Regions from separate parts of the Triticum aestivum genome. Here region 1 is linked to region 2. The links are chromatin contacts, called in public Hi-C maps. All regions are on one chromosome and are shown on one strand. The core of a region is the stretch at or near the end of the contact, and the rest is flanking DNA. Distances in the headings are between cores, read along the strand shown.

Region 1 (6,553 bases), core at 2,639-5,138, 470 kb before region 2:
ATCAGGATCCTCGAAAGGGTAACCACCGACTAGCATCACATAAAGGGTCACTCCACAAGACCACACATCGGCTGTCTGAACCATCAATACATGCAAATATGTTAGAACACATAACAAACTAACAGACAAATATAGATAAATGAAAGGCAAGAAGGCAAGAACAGCTTGCAGGAAAGCACATTTCGAACATAACCAATTTAAGACGTACGATCATAAATGCAGAAATAGTACATAAAGCTTCAAGTGCTCAAAATTCAGCTGTGTTTACATGTTTGTAAAATTGTATTGAGACCTAAATCTTTTCCCTGCTTGGTTAAATTTGAATATTGAGCTACACTATAGTATATCACACATGTTGTATATACTATGCAATTTTATTTATGTGGGAAGTAACTAGAAAGACTAATTATATTGTACGAACATTAAACTTAAATCTTTCCCTCGATGATTTAGATCAACTTTGGTTCATGCAGTTGTTATTTTGGGAAGTAACACAACTATTAATTACGCACTCAAACAAAAGATTTACATGCAACTTTGTTCACAAAAATCAAGAATTCTAAACAATCTAACCGAAGATCAGGTAGGTCGAGACAAACACAACAGCATTATTTAATGTGAAAGCAGACAAAATGCACATATTTTATTGCAGAAAAAGTGGACGCCATATGTTTAGGGAAATCAATGACACTTTGCAATCTTAAAAGGGTTGGCCTAGAAACGAACAATAAAGTAGCACTGGTTGCTATGCTATCCATAGAATATCTATGCTGATCTCCAGCGCATCATACTGTTTCTCTTTGACAAGCAAACACGACTAATTTTGCAGAGCTGGAAAGCCAAGATGTAACCAGTCTGATATGATTTGTTGGACAGTGAGGGAAGAAAAAAACAGTAACCGTCGTACAGAAAATTCTTCACAAGATATCATAGCAGTATCGGACAACGAGAGAAAAAGAGATGGATAATGAAATATTTATAAAGGACCACAAAGCGCCAACGAGAAGTTCAGTCTAGCAAGGCTACTTGAAAAGGATTGGGTCAGATGGACCTTTGTGACAACCTCAATTAGCTAATCTGTTCGTTTCAGAAAAAAAAGGCTAATCTGTATCTGTAGCACTAGGACCATGATGGTAAAATGTTTTAGACAAGGACATAAAGTATGAAGTGAGCCTAAAAAAATGACACGTCCAACAAAAACCAAACGATTTGTCAAGCTGATGTGCCCATGGGTGTGTCTGCCTCATGGAGCTTTTGCTTGTCACAAACATGCATTCAACTGACCTATCTCCGTCTGAGCATTTTAATTCCCTAGTGATGTAAAATCACTCCTTTTGACGCATGCTCCTATAGACATAATCACGCTCCCGTCTCTTCACCCACTGAAGTTGCATTTCGCAACTGAAATTACAAACAACCCTACCCCGGTCCCCAGCTCCAAGCTTTCGTAGTATGAAGTGCAGAAATAGGGTATCTAATTCTAATATCTGTATCCACAGAATCACATGCTTTCTCCAGGAAATCTAACTTTACTGCAGGCCACAATAAATTAAACCAAGAGGGCGCACACGAGCTCGCGAACTCTTGATGTTCTCGCGGAAAAACAAAAAGAACTCGTGACCACTTAAACCGGTCTGAATCCGATCAACCTAAACCTTTCCTCCCCTCTTTTCGCATTTGGATGGCGTGCATGAGAAGCAGGGACCGCTGGTTGGAGCGAGCATCGCCATCGATCGAGCATGATGTGTGAATTTCGATCATGAGAATGTGAATGTCCAAATCGACGTCATGAGACACAGAAAGAACAACATATCTTTGCATAATCTCTCACCTTTTCGCTTTTTCGACCGAGTTTTTCAACAAAATCCACTGCCTTTCAAAAATAAAAATAAATTTGGAGGACTGCCACGACAAGGACTGTCCACATTTAACCGGGAATCTAATCACCTGCCACATGAGCAGCGGCAGCAAGCCAAGCGAGGGACACTATCTCAGAGCCAGCGTGGCGTTGGGCCCACCGCCCAGTGGGAGTGCGCGCGTCTGCCCGGTAACAGGCAGGCAGATCTGTAACTAGGGACAAATTCCGAATCCACCAGTCAGAGATAGCTGATTAGCTGGCCCGAAAGGACCCAGCCTATAGACCCACGCCAGAATGAACCCACGGGCCCACTCGCTGAATGGAGTGTTGTGGCCCATGGACCCAGTTCACAAGGGCTGCTGGTTGGCGGCCTCGAGAAGCGAGAGCCACGCTACGTGTACGTGTACTGCAGCGGCAGGCGGCACGTGCTCACGGGCTAGGACAAGTGGGTCGCTACCGCCACTGCCTCCGGGACCCACCGCACGGCGGGCCCATGAGCAGAGTCACGAGGCAGAAGAATAGAGAAAACGGCGGAGAGAGAGAGAGAGAGAGAGCCGGAGACCGACCGACTGACCTTGCCGTCGTATTCCCGGCGGGAGAGCACCTCCGGGGCGATGTACGCCGGCGTTCCAACCGTCGACTTGGGCTTCGAGTGCAGCAACGACGACTGCAAAAGGAAGAAAAGGGAAGCATGTTCAGTGCACCGCAGCGGGAAAAAAGGCGTTGGCGTGGCGCCGAACTTGTTTGGGTCAACAATGGCAGGGGACGTTGCTTTCGCGAGCAGTTTCGCGCAGGAAGAGGAAACCAATTGCATTTCGGGAGGGCGAGATGAATCCTCCGATCTTTCCGGCCGCAAAGCCAAGCGAAGTGCAGCTTTTGACCCCCCGCAGAAAATGCCTCCTTTTTATAATTGTTGTTACTATTTTTATTACTATTACCTTTGAGTAACCGAAGTCGCAGATCTTGAGGCGGGGCGCCGGGCTGCCGTCCAGCAGAGTGTTCTCCAGCTTCAGGTCCCGGTGGCAAATTTGCTGCAGATCAACGACTATTTTATACCATCTGATGATCTAGGATTTTTTTTATCAGGGATTGCACCGGTTTGCTTGTTCTTACCATGAAGTGGCAGTAGCTCACGCCGCAGATGAGCTGCTGGAAGAAGTACCTGGCCTGCGGGGACAAAGCAACCGTCGGTTACACGAACCGGCGCCGAAAATGGAGACAGGCAATGGACCGATCCTCACCTCGTCCTCGCTGAACCTCCCGGCGTTGCAGATCCGGTCGAAGAGCTCGCCGCCGGCCGCGTACTCCATCACAATCGCCAGGTGCGTCGGCGTGACCACCACCTGCAAAAGAATCAATCCGTTATACTCTTCTTCGGCCGGAGAAGCCGGAAAGGATTGCTCCCGGCGCCTTGCCCGTTCCCTCGCCCACCTCCTTGAATCGGATTATGTTGGGGTGCCGCAGCGACCGGTGGTTTATGATCTCCCTCGCCACATTCTCGTCAATCTGCAAACACCAAGAAACGCCCAAAAAGACACTCCGTCACTAAATTCGCGGCAGGAAGGAAAAACTCGACCGGGCCGGCCCATGCTGGGATGGATCACAGGGGAGCCCGACTCCGGCCGGCGGCGGCGAGCGCACCTTGAGGCCCCGTGGGATGTACTTCATGGCGACGAGCTCCTTGGTCTCCTTGTTCCGCATCAGCCGCGCGACGCCGAAGTTGCCGGCGCCGATGTCCTTGAGCAGCTCGTACCTCTCCATGGATCCCGGGCCGAGTCGCGCGGCAACCGCTGCAGAAAGCTTGATCGGGCCGGAGGCAGAGGCGAAGATTGGGGGATCCTTTTGGGGGTTTTGGAAGCTTCGTCGCGGCGAGATGAGGTGGGAGGGAGGGAGGGGGGGAAGGATGATTCGAAGCTTAAAGGAGAAGGAGAGGCTGCTTCTTCTTCTTCTTCTTCCCCGGTGGGATGGGTTCGATTAATTAATACCACTGCTGCAGCGCTGCTGCTCCGAGGAGTAGTACTAGTTTTATTTGGTGATTAGATTATGATGATGATGTGCCATGACATGGCGTGCTCATGACTTGTTTTCTCCGGAACTAATTGTCGTTTGGACCTTTGATTTGTTGTAATTGACAGTGAGGTCCTTGTGTGCATTGGGAGCTTTCCTTTCTCTCCGTGTTGCTTGATTTGGCGGTTACTGAACCGAGGACAGTCTGGCTCCCGTTGCCTTTGCTTGATTTTTTTTTCTTTTGATGATTTTGAAGGGAGCCCTGCTTGCTTTTGAAGCACTAGAAACGGTTGCGGTCAAATAATAAACGACCACCCGCAAAATAAGTAAATTAAATCTGTCTATTTTACGACTAGAGTAAGTAGTAACTGACGAGAGTCAAAGCGCTGGCCTTACAGGCAGACAGGCAAGATCTGGTTGTCACGCGGAACACAATACCCAACTGAAATGAATTGCTCGCTAGGCGGTCGCAAGCAGCAACAGGCGGAAATAACATGCTTGGACTGTGGAAAACGGACGTCATTCTTCACGTTTCTCCTCTCTCGGGACTGAAAAACTTTCATCGCTGATTATGATGATGATGATGTGGAAGGGAAAGAGAATGATTTTCTCTTTCTTTCAAGAAAAGGATCCGCGGCACGCGGGATGTATCCGTCTTCTTCTACCGTCTGACCATCGGCGTCATGGGGTCGGGATGGCTTGTACGTGCTGCGGGTGGGTGGAACTGCGAAATCATCAGTGAACCTACCGATGGTGGATCGGCGAGCGGAACGGAGGCTGGGGGCCTTGCGGCGGTGGGCACATGGGCGCATCCCGTGGGTGTGCGCGCGGGTGCAGCGTACGAGAGACTCTGGATTTCAACACGGGTGCGGGGTACGCGGGCGCGGCTAAATCCGACACCCAAAAGTCCACGGTGTGTGTCCATGTATAGTGAAAGGTCACACCTTAAATATTGGATGCCACCATCATGTATGCAATTGCAAATCCTCATCCTCATACAATTACATGCAAGGCAAAACCTAATCTAAATCTTCGGCGGTGTCCGTGTCCCTGTCCGGCAGCCGTGAGACCCGTGGAGTGAAAGTCTGGTCGCCGGCAAGGTATAGTAGGACAAGGGACATGGGTTGTCCCGCATGGGACACGATGCGCTGCCGTCTCCCATGCCCTATTTTTCCTCGTTCAAACCTTCCGCCTGGGCATCATCGGTGGAGGTGAGGACCATGATAGACATGGACCGGTCAGCCTCATGGTCGAAGCCCAATGCGGCCACCTAAGGTTGCGGCGCCAGGCGGCGGCGGTGTTCGACTCAGCCTCTGTGGCCTCCCGCGCCCTGTGCTTCACACGGAGGGCATGCCTCACGATAGACGTGGATGGTTCGTGAGGCATGTTGGCATTGACCTTTGACTCGAAGCCTGAAAGCGTGGGGACGATGCGCCAACAAAGGGGTTGCACTGCCAGGCGGTAGTCAGCGCTTCCGGCGAGGCCGTAGTCACGCGCCTCTAGCCACTAGCCCCAACGGATCCAAGTGCCATTTGAGCGGACACAATGGATTCCCACCGGCTCGAGTCCGATCACGGTCGGGCCCACTCCTCCCGGGAGCGGCGCAGAGCAATGCAGACAACCATCTCCTCCTCCCCCCACCACCCCCCCTCCCCCGTGGGGCAAGTTCTCGGTCGATGGATAGGAGATCTCGGAGTCGGATTCGTTGCCCGCCACGCTCGAGAAGGCCAGAGTTTCGCCGCGCAGGAGTTTGGGGACGGAGGGATTGGAATGACTAGGGTTTGGTCCATAGTGCAAATAGAGATGAATATATGTGGGGTCGGGTGGGCCATCGTGGTCCGGATCCGACGTGGTGGACGCGTCTGGGCATCCCATATCCACCCACATATGGGATGGGTATGGAGTTTGCATGTTAGCTCGAACGCTTGGGCTGTGTTTGGGGCAGCCGGTTGGGTGTTTTTTTTTTCTGTCCGGGCAATGTTCGGGCAGGCTGCCCGAGCCTTTGGGCGGATATGGGTCGTTCGATTGTAGATACCCTTACACCATGCTCGTATCGACATGAGGCTATGTTCTATTATAGGGAGTAGGGCAACTCCGACGTGGATCGTAAATATTGCCTCGAAATCTTCGAATTAAATGTTGTGGACGTTTTTTGTCATCCAACCCAAATCGAAACCGCGCCTTGGAAGTATTGGGGCGTCTCGACGTCTACCACGTCAAACTCCAACACCCTCGACTCATCAAAATACCCCCACTAGAAGCCCTTTTCCTCAATCTCTTCTCTCACTGTGCTCTGTATCCGCACCCTCGGAGACCAACGTCGCTATTGTACCACCCCCGCCGTAGCCCAGGCCTTGCTGGACCTCCGACATCCCACCCATGCTCCTACCCTCCTTGGACTACACCACAATTCCACCCCGGATCCTGTCGCAGCCTATGTATCCTCCGCTCACTGCAAACACCATATATGGTGGACACCATGCTGGACAAGTATTCGTCCCAATGCCATTGCCAAAAAAATTGATGTTCTCGTTGTTTACTTTGAAGCAAACACAATGACAATGTACTCTGTGAAGGAGGATGAATTGTTGTGTGAGGTGTGGTTGGACATAAGTGTGGAGTTTCAAGGCATGAAGCAAAATGTCAGGTCATTTTGGCAATGTGTGCATGTTTGATTCCATGAGCACA
Region 2 (6,385 bases), core at 2,567-5,066:
GTATCAAATTCCTCATGGCTATCATGTTCCTCACTTCTGTTTACTGACGATTGTATGGTCTTTATGAAAACTAGCAAACGAAGTGCCCATCGCCTCAATGAAATACTAGAAATCTATTGTAGGGGATCGGGGCAAAGAGTTAATAAGCAGAAGAGTTCTACATTTTTCAGTCCTAATTGCCCCTTACCAGCCAGGGGAGTTTTGAGGAATATCTTGCAGATTGAGAGAGAGCGCTCTCTGAAAAATACCTTGGGCTTCCTATGACGACTGGACGCCTCACTGATCATCAATTTGAGCATTTGATTGAAAAAGGCGAGGTCCAGAGTCAAAGGGTGGGGTGAGCGTTTGATGTCTTATGCTGCGAAAGAAGTTATCCTCAAATCAGTGGTCCAAGCACTAGCAGCCCACTCAATGAGTTGTTTTAAGTTCTCCAAGGGGTTGTGCTCCAAATTCACGACAATCATGTCAAAATTCTGGTGGGCTGGATCACTAGACAAAGGGGAATGCATTGGCAATCTTGGGACAAACTTGTTGTCCCAAAAAATCATGCAGGAATGGGATTTCGTGATCTCCCTTCTTTCAATGATGCAATGCTTGGGAAACAAACCTGGAGGTTACTTGAAAACCCAACAAGTCTCTGTGCCCGAGTTTTGAAGGAAAGATACTTCCTAACACCGATTTCCTATCAGTCGGGTGCCTAAAAAGTGCCTTCCACACTTGGAGGGCGATCATATGTGGTCGTGTTGTGCTTCAGCAAGGCCTCATCAAACGGATCGGTAATGGACAAGATACTAGCATTTGTACTGATCGATGGATCATTGATACTCTAACTGTTAGAACTATGGGTCGATTATCGGACCTTCTGGTTGATTGGGTGTGGGGGAACTCATTGACACTCATACCGGTGAATGGGATGAACAACTTGTTAGACACGTTCTATTACCACCGGATGCACATGCGGTTTTGGCTATGCCTCGCCCACGTCATGGTGGCGAGGAATTTTGGGCCTGGTCAGGTAGCGATCAAGTTGCTATTCGGTGAGGTCGGCCTATAGACTGCTGGTAGAATACAATCATAATGATGAATCTTGCGCCAGTAGACCCAAGTGGTATATGGCGTGCCCTATGGAAGCTAAATGCACTGCCCAAAATCAGAATTTTCTGGTGGTGGGTACTCAGGGGGTCTCCTTCCTTCTCTGGAAACCCTCACACATCGCCATATCGCGGACAATGCAACATGCAAACTCTGTGGTTTTGTCGAACAAAGTCTCTACAATGTGTTGATCACATGTGATCATTACAAGCAATTTTGGGTAGCACTGTTCGAGCGAACATGACTGAAACCCCCGCACCTATATCCTCTGACATGGGCAGGTGATGTCATTTTACCAGACACTATCAAGATGGAGGACGCAGTGATCTTTGTCACAATCATGTGGTGCATCTGGTCTAGCACGAATATATTTACTCATGGAGAGGAAAAGATCCAGTCGCTGAGATCGATGGAACTAGTTGATGAACTGGTAGGGGTGCTTGAGCTACCCCTAAGTCAAGTTGCTCCTAAGGAGAACAATGGCCCGTAGAGCTGGCACCCTCCCACGGCTGCCTGGGTAGCTGTTAACTCCGACGGGGTAATTGATGCATGTAAATGGCTGGCTGGCTCGGCCTACATTATTAGCGATCACCAAGGGGTGTTATTAGAAGCCAGACTGAAGAAATATAAGGGCATTGAGGACCCTTTCCTGAGAGAGGTATTGGCATGCCGAGATGGTGTAGAAGCTGCGATGAGAAGAGGACATCAATATGTTATGGTCCAGGTGGACTACTCTACAGTTGCAGATTTGTGCATGAGCCGAATCAAACTCGGGTCAATGGTGCACATATCATGATGGAAATTAGACGGATGATCGAACCATTCCAGGGTTTCAAATTTCTTTGGACTCCTCGCGGCGCGGGCTGGGCGCACATCTATGCGGAAAATAAGCTCTTAGCAATTTTCATGTTCTTGCTTTGATGCAATTCCTGAATTCCCGACTAGAATTCTTCAGCCATATTGTAATCTCTTGTCAGTTTAATAAAGCGAGGGATTTACTTCAAAAAAAAGATCTTTGTAATCCTAAAAGATATGTGGTTCGTAGCCTCAACGTGGAGTAGGATAGTGCCAACTATTTGAACTACGAGAAAAATCTTCGTCTTGCATCTACGTGTTTGCTTTTGTCTAATTTAAGTTTACTTATGCAAGTGTTGTCTTTCGTGGTGTCATAGTGAGAAATAAGAGGTTTGTCAATTATTTGAAATTCAGAGAAAGTGTCAACCAAGTTGTTATCATTAGATCTCGAGTCAAATAGACCAAAACTCTCCCAATGTCTTCATGCCCAAAATCACAGCCCCCTCGAGTGTGTTTGTCTCAGCTCTCTAGTCCTTCCCCTCTTTCGCGCATGCGTCATCGCCTTTCACCTCACCAGTGATATCTTCATGACTGGTCCTCCCGCTTTTGACCCCATCTGCAAGCGGATCCATGTTCCATCGTTGGTGTCGCTATCGTGCCACCTCGCCATCACACCCCTCCTCCCCCTCCACTGCGCAATGTCAACCCTCCAACTAGACCGTTGCATCGTCATTGCCTCTACCTCAAACGACAACCTTGCGTTTGCTTTGTTGGCATGGACGCTGCAGTTCGTCCCACACATTCGCCTAATCTCCTCTACAACTAGTCACATATTGCAAAGAGAATTGCATGGCTAGAAAGTTAACTTAATTTTGCAAAAATAATAACTGAAACTTTTTTAGATTGAAACAAAATAAAAGGCTTGTATGGGCACATACAACCACACGATCCCGCGTGAACCAACCTGTGGTTGGATAGTTAGGAGGATAATGGTATCCCCAGCCCACCAAACGTATGTGGTGACTTTATCAATCACAAGATTATATTGCTGAAAAGGCTGAACGCCCCGATTTATAGGTACATCAACCACAACCAATGAGCAACATCCAACCGAAAAACAAAGATCCATATAAACGATGAAAAGGAAAAAAAAAGTACAGTACAAGCTGAGGTAATAGCAAACAAGCCCACAAATAAAAGTGTATGCGCGTGTATATAAGCGTCTGTGTCTGTATTGTGTTAAAAAAAATCACAGGAGCCGCAAAGAACGATGAACTTTTTTTTATAAGAATATAGAAAAACCATGAACTACATGAATAAAATTAAGCGCGGGAACTTGAAGCGCAGATCAGATCGCAGCAGAGTACAAAATGCTGCATGGGCTCCGCTCCCCGCGGCCCCGGCGATGGCGCGGGCTCCTCTTGCCGCCCAGGCCAGTGCTATGCGTGCCACCCCACCGCCACCGCCCTGGGCTCCCCTGCCCCCGTATTTGGGGTGGGCGCATCTTTGACCAAAGCTAAAGGTAGCGTTGCCTCCTCGTCAATCCCCAGATCCTGTTTCACGCACACTGCAGATGCCGGAGAACATTAGCGCTGTAGTTTGTTTACCCATCACGTACACCGGTACACGTACGCGCGTGGACAACTCCAACGCTAGCATCCAAGGTCTCCGTGGCCGGACCACCTGCAGGTCAGGCGCGCGCGCGTCGGTCGATCTCGATCCCGTTGTTTAAGACTGTACACACTGTGACTGTGAAAACCGCTCGCGCTCGCAGCGCCCGCCAAGTGTGTACCTGGTAGCTAGGGTACAAATTGACCCACTCGGTTTTGACTTTGTGGGAAGATTCCCACGGCACCACGCATAGCATATTGGCGTGGCATGCCATGGCGCACTACGTAGTCGCACCTGCTTTCGCATGTGGCCGGCCTCCCGCCTTTTCCGGTTGCTCCGGCTCATCAGTCCCCGAGTCCAGGGTAGTGTAGACGGAATACTGTTGCACAGAGGCAGCCTTAAGATGCCGTTCACATAGGCAGTGTGCTTAAGTAAGCTAGCTATAAGGAGGTGTGTGGGTCTATGTGTGCATGAACCTGGGGCACCCGACGCATCCGGCCCTGGGCCCTCACGTGGCTATCGATGGTCGGCTTTTAGTTTTTGAGAGAGAATCAGAGGATTTGGTCGGTTTTTCTGATAAGCTGGTGGGTGAATCTACACTGTCGGCTATTACAGGCAACCCTATGTGATGCATTCTGTGTCATATAGCCGGCCTTACGCACATGAATTGGTGAGCGACCGATAATCTGAGCCGGCCCGTTATTTTTAGGGGAGGAAAACCACTGCTACGGTAATTGTGTCGGAACGCTAAGGTGTCCAGTCGCTACAGTACCAACCGGGAGTCCCTACCTGACGCTCGCTAGCGTCAAAAGGACGAGCTTTCGCGCAGGCGCGAACTGAATGGGCCGGTCCATTCGATGGCGTCATAGCGAAGGGCTGCTAAAAATAAGAGAACAAAAAATGCTCTTCCATGGATTATAACTCATAACCTGGCAACGACGAGTAAGCGTTCTTCACCAGTTGAGCTGCTAATTTTTTGTGGTTAGTTGATCGCGCAAATTTCTTTGAACTCCATGCCGTGACAGATTAAGAAAAAAAATACAAAAAAATTCACCCATTGAACATTTTTGTAAATATACGATGTTCAATTTTTAAATAGATAAAGAACATTTTTGGATACATTCTGAACAGTTTTGAAATACATATTGAATATTTTTGTGATATACACTGAATATTTTGTCAAATATACATTAAATATTTTTTTTGTAAATATATGATGAACATTTTTTAACTACACATTGAACATTTTTGTGATATAAGCTGAACAATATTGAAATAGACATTGAAATTTTTTGATATATGTTGAACAATTTTTATATATACATTGTACATTTTTGTAATATACGCTGAACAATTGTGAATTTTTTATATTTTTTTCTAAATTGTGGGAAAAAATTAAATCATGAACAAAATTTGGAATTTCGAACATTTCTTAAAACAAAGAATAAAAATAAAAACGAAAAAGGATAAAATAAAAAGAAAGGAAAAAAATTAATAAGAAAACAGAAACAGAAAAAATAGAAAAAAAACATGAAAAACCAAAAATCAGTAAAAGAAATAAAATCATGAAAAACAAACCGGTCGAGGGAATCCTCTAGAAGGTTCCCAAAACCGTTTGCCTGGCCCTGCTTCAACGCCCGAAATGGGACAGCTCGTACGCACTGCACGCACGTGCGATTCAGCAGAAGCGCAGCAGAGGGACGCATGCGGGCCCTTCCTCCCCCAAGCTTCAATCACAAATCCTCACGATGTTGATTACATTAATCCAGGAGCAACTAGTTAACGAGCGCTCCTTCGGGATAATACATTTTTTATTAAATTACACAATATTACGCTGAAAAAAGAATTTTTAAAAATAATACACCGTCGGCCCGCTGCACGCCGACTGAGCCTAGTCAGCCCAAAGCAGGCCGACTGGTGGCCCATCAGCTTGCTGCTGGCCGATTGGGCTGTCGGCCACCAGATCAAGTCCAGTCGACCTGCAGTTGGCCGACAGGGTCCAGTCGGCCTGCAGTTGGCCGATAGGCCTGCAGTGGGCCGACAAGGACTAATTGGCCTGCTGTGGGCCGACTGGTGCATGCCACCATTTTTTTCCGAACGATCCCTGTTTTTTTTGTAAAACTATGACGTATTCCGCACAACCCTTTCCCGCCGTATGTTCGCGCCAACTATTTCCCGCCACCCGTTTCCCGCCACCCGTTTCCCGCCACCCATTTACCGCCAACCCTTTCCCGCCATACCGTAGTCGTTCTTTCCCGCCATTTTCTCCTCTCTACCTATAAAACCCCCTTCAGACGGAGGTGGATAAGCATTGCAGTGTAGTGTAGTTGAGATGCCCCATTATCCTTTCGATCGTAGTTTTCACCCTGGGATGAGCAGGACTCTTCTGAGGCTAGCTACCGATTTCAGGATGGATAATAGGATAGTTCCATGGGACGAACTCACCGGTAGTGACACCATAATGAATGAGTTGGCTCACCAATTACGTAGGTCTGGGTGGCCTGAAAGGACCTATGAGGAGGTAAGTAAAGAACTTCTTAGGTTGCATGACAGGTGGAAGAAGGTAGTGGTGCCGAAGAGTGAAACTTTCAGAAAGATTGCAGCAAATAATCCATGTTTATGGACTGAGGAGAGCGAGGACGAAGATGATATCTTCATGCCGCCGCTTCCGGGTTCTGCATTGTCGAAGGGCAAGAGTTCTTCATCATCGAAGGGCAAGGTTTCTGCATCGTCGAAGGGCAAGAGTTCTTCATCGTCGAAGGGCAAGAGTTCTGCATCGATCGAGGATGACGATGATGACTTCATGTAGTTTTTATGCTGTATGTTGTGAGTTCAGTTACGTACCATTTAATTTAGATGTAGTTCTATCTAGTTGTTTGTAATGTCT

What was found. A called contact is a pair of places that touch in the nucleus more often than the background predicts.
Region 1: a contact with region 2 is called in a Hi-C map of leaf, with 7 times the contacts expected there. The contact joins the promoter of LOC123053332 here to the enhancer-like site in region 2. A contact is called at or near these places in 2 of 5 Hi-C or Micro-C datasets (both in leaf).

The regions. Positions count from the first base shown.
Region 1 is chr2D:388,511,525-388,518,077 of IWGSC CS RefSeq v2.1, reverse strand. It overlaps LOC123053332 (serine/threonine-protein kinase SAPK7), which reads right to left and starts at 3,888. Exons shown (of 9, transcript XM_044476794.1): 1 at 3,500-3,888; 2 at 3,290-3,364; 3 at 3,100-3,201; 4 at 2,972-3,025; 5 at 2,797-2,889; 6 at 2,433-2,525; 7 at 1-75. The coding sequence starts at 3,619.
Region 2 is chr2D:388,045,677-388,052,061 of IWGSC CS RefSeq v2.1, reverse strand. No RefSeq gene overlaps it. Among protein-coding and RNA genes, the nearest start is that of LOC123049394, 210 kb to the right of the region's middle. Within about 2 kb of position 3,816, at least 2 of the 8 cell types and tissues checked have an H3K27ac peak or open chromatin away from gene starts, as enhancers often do. A contact at or near this core is called in leaf, where this site is marked.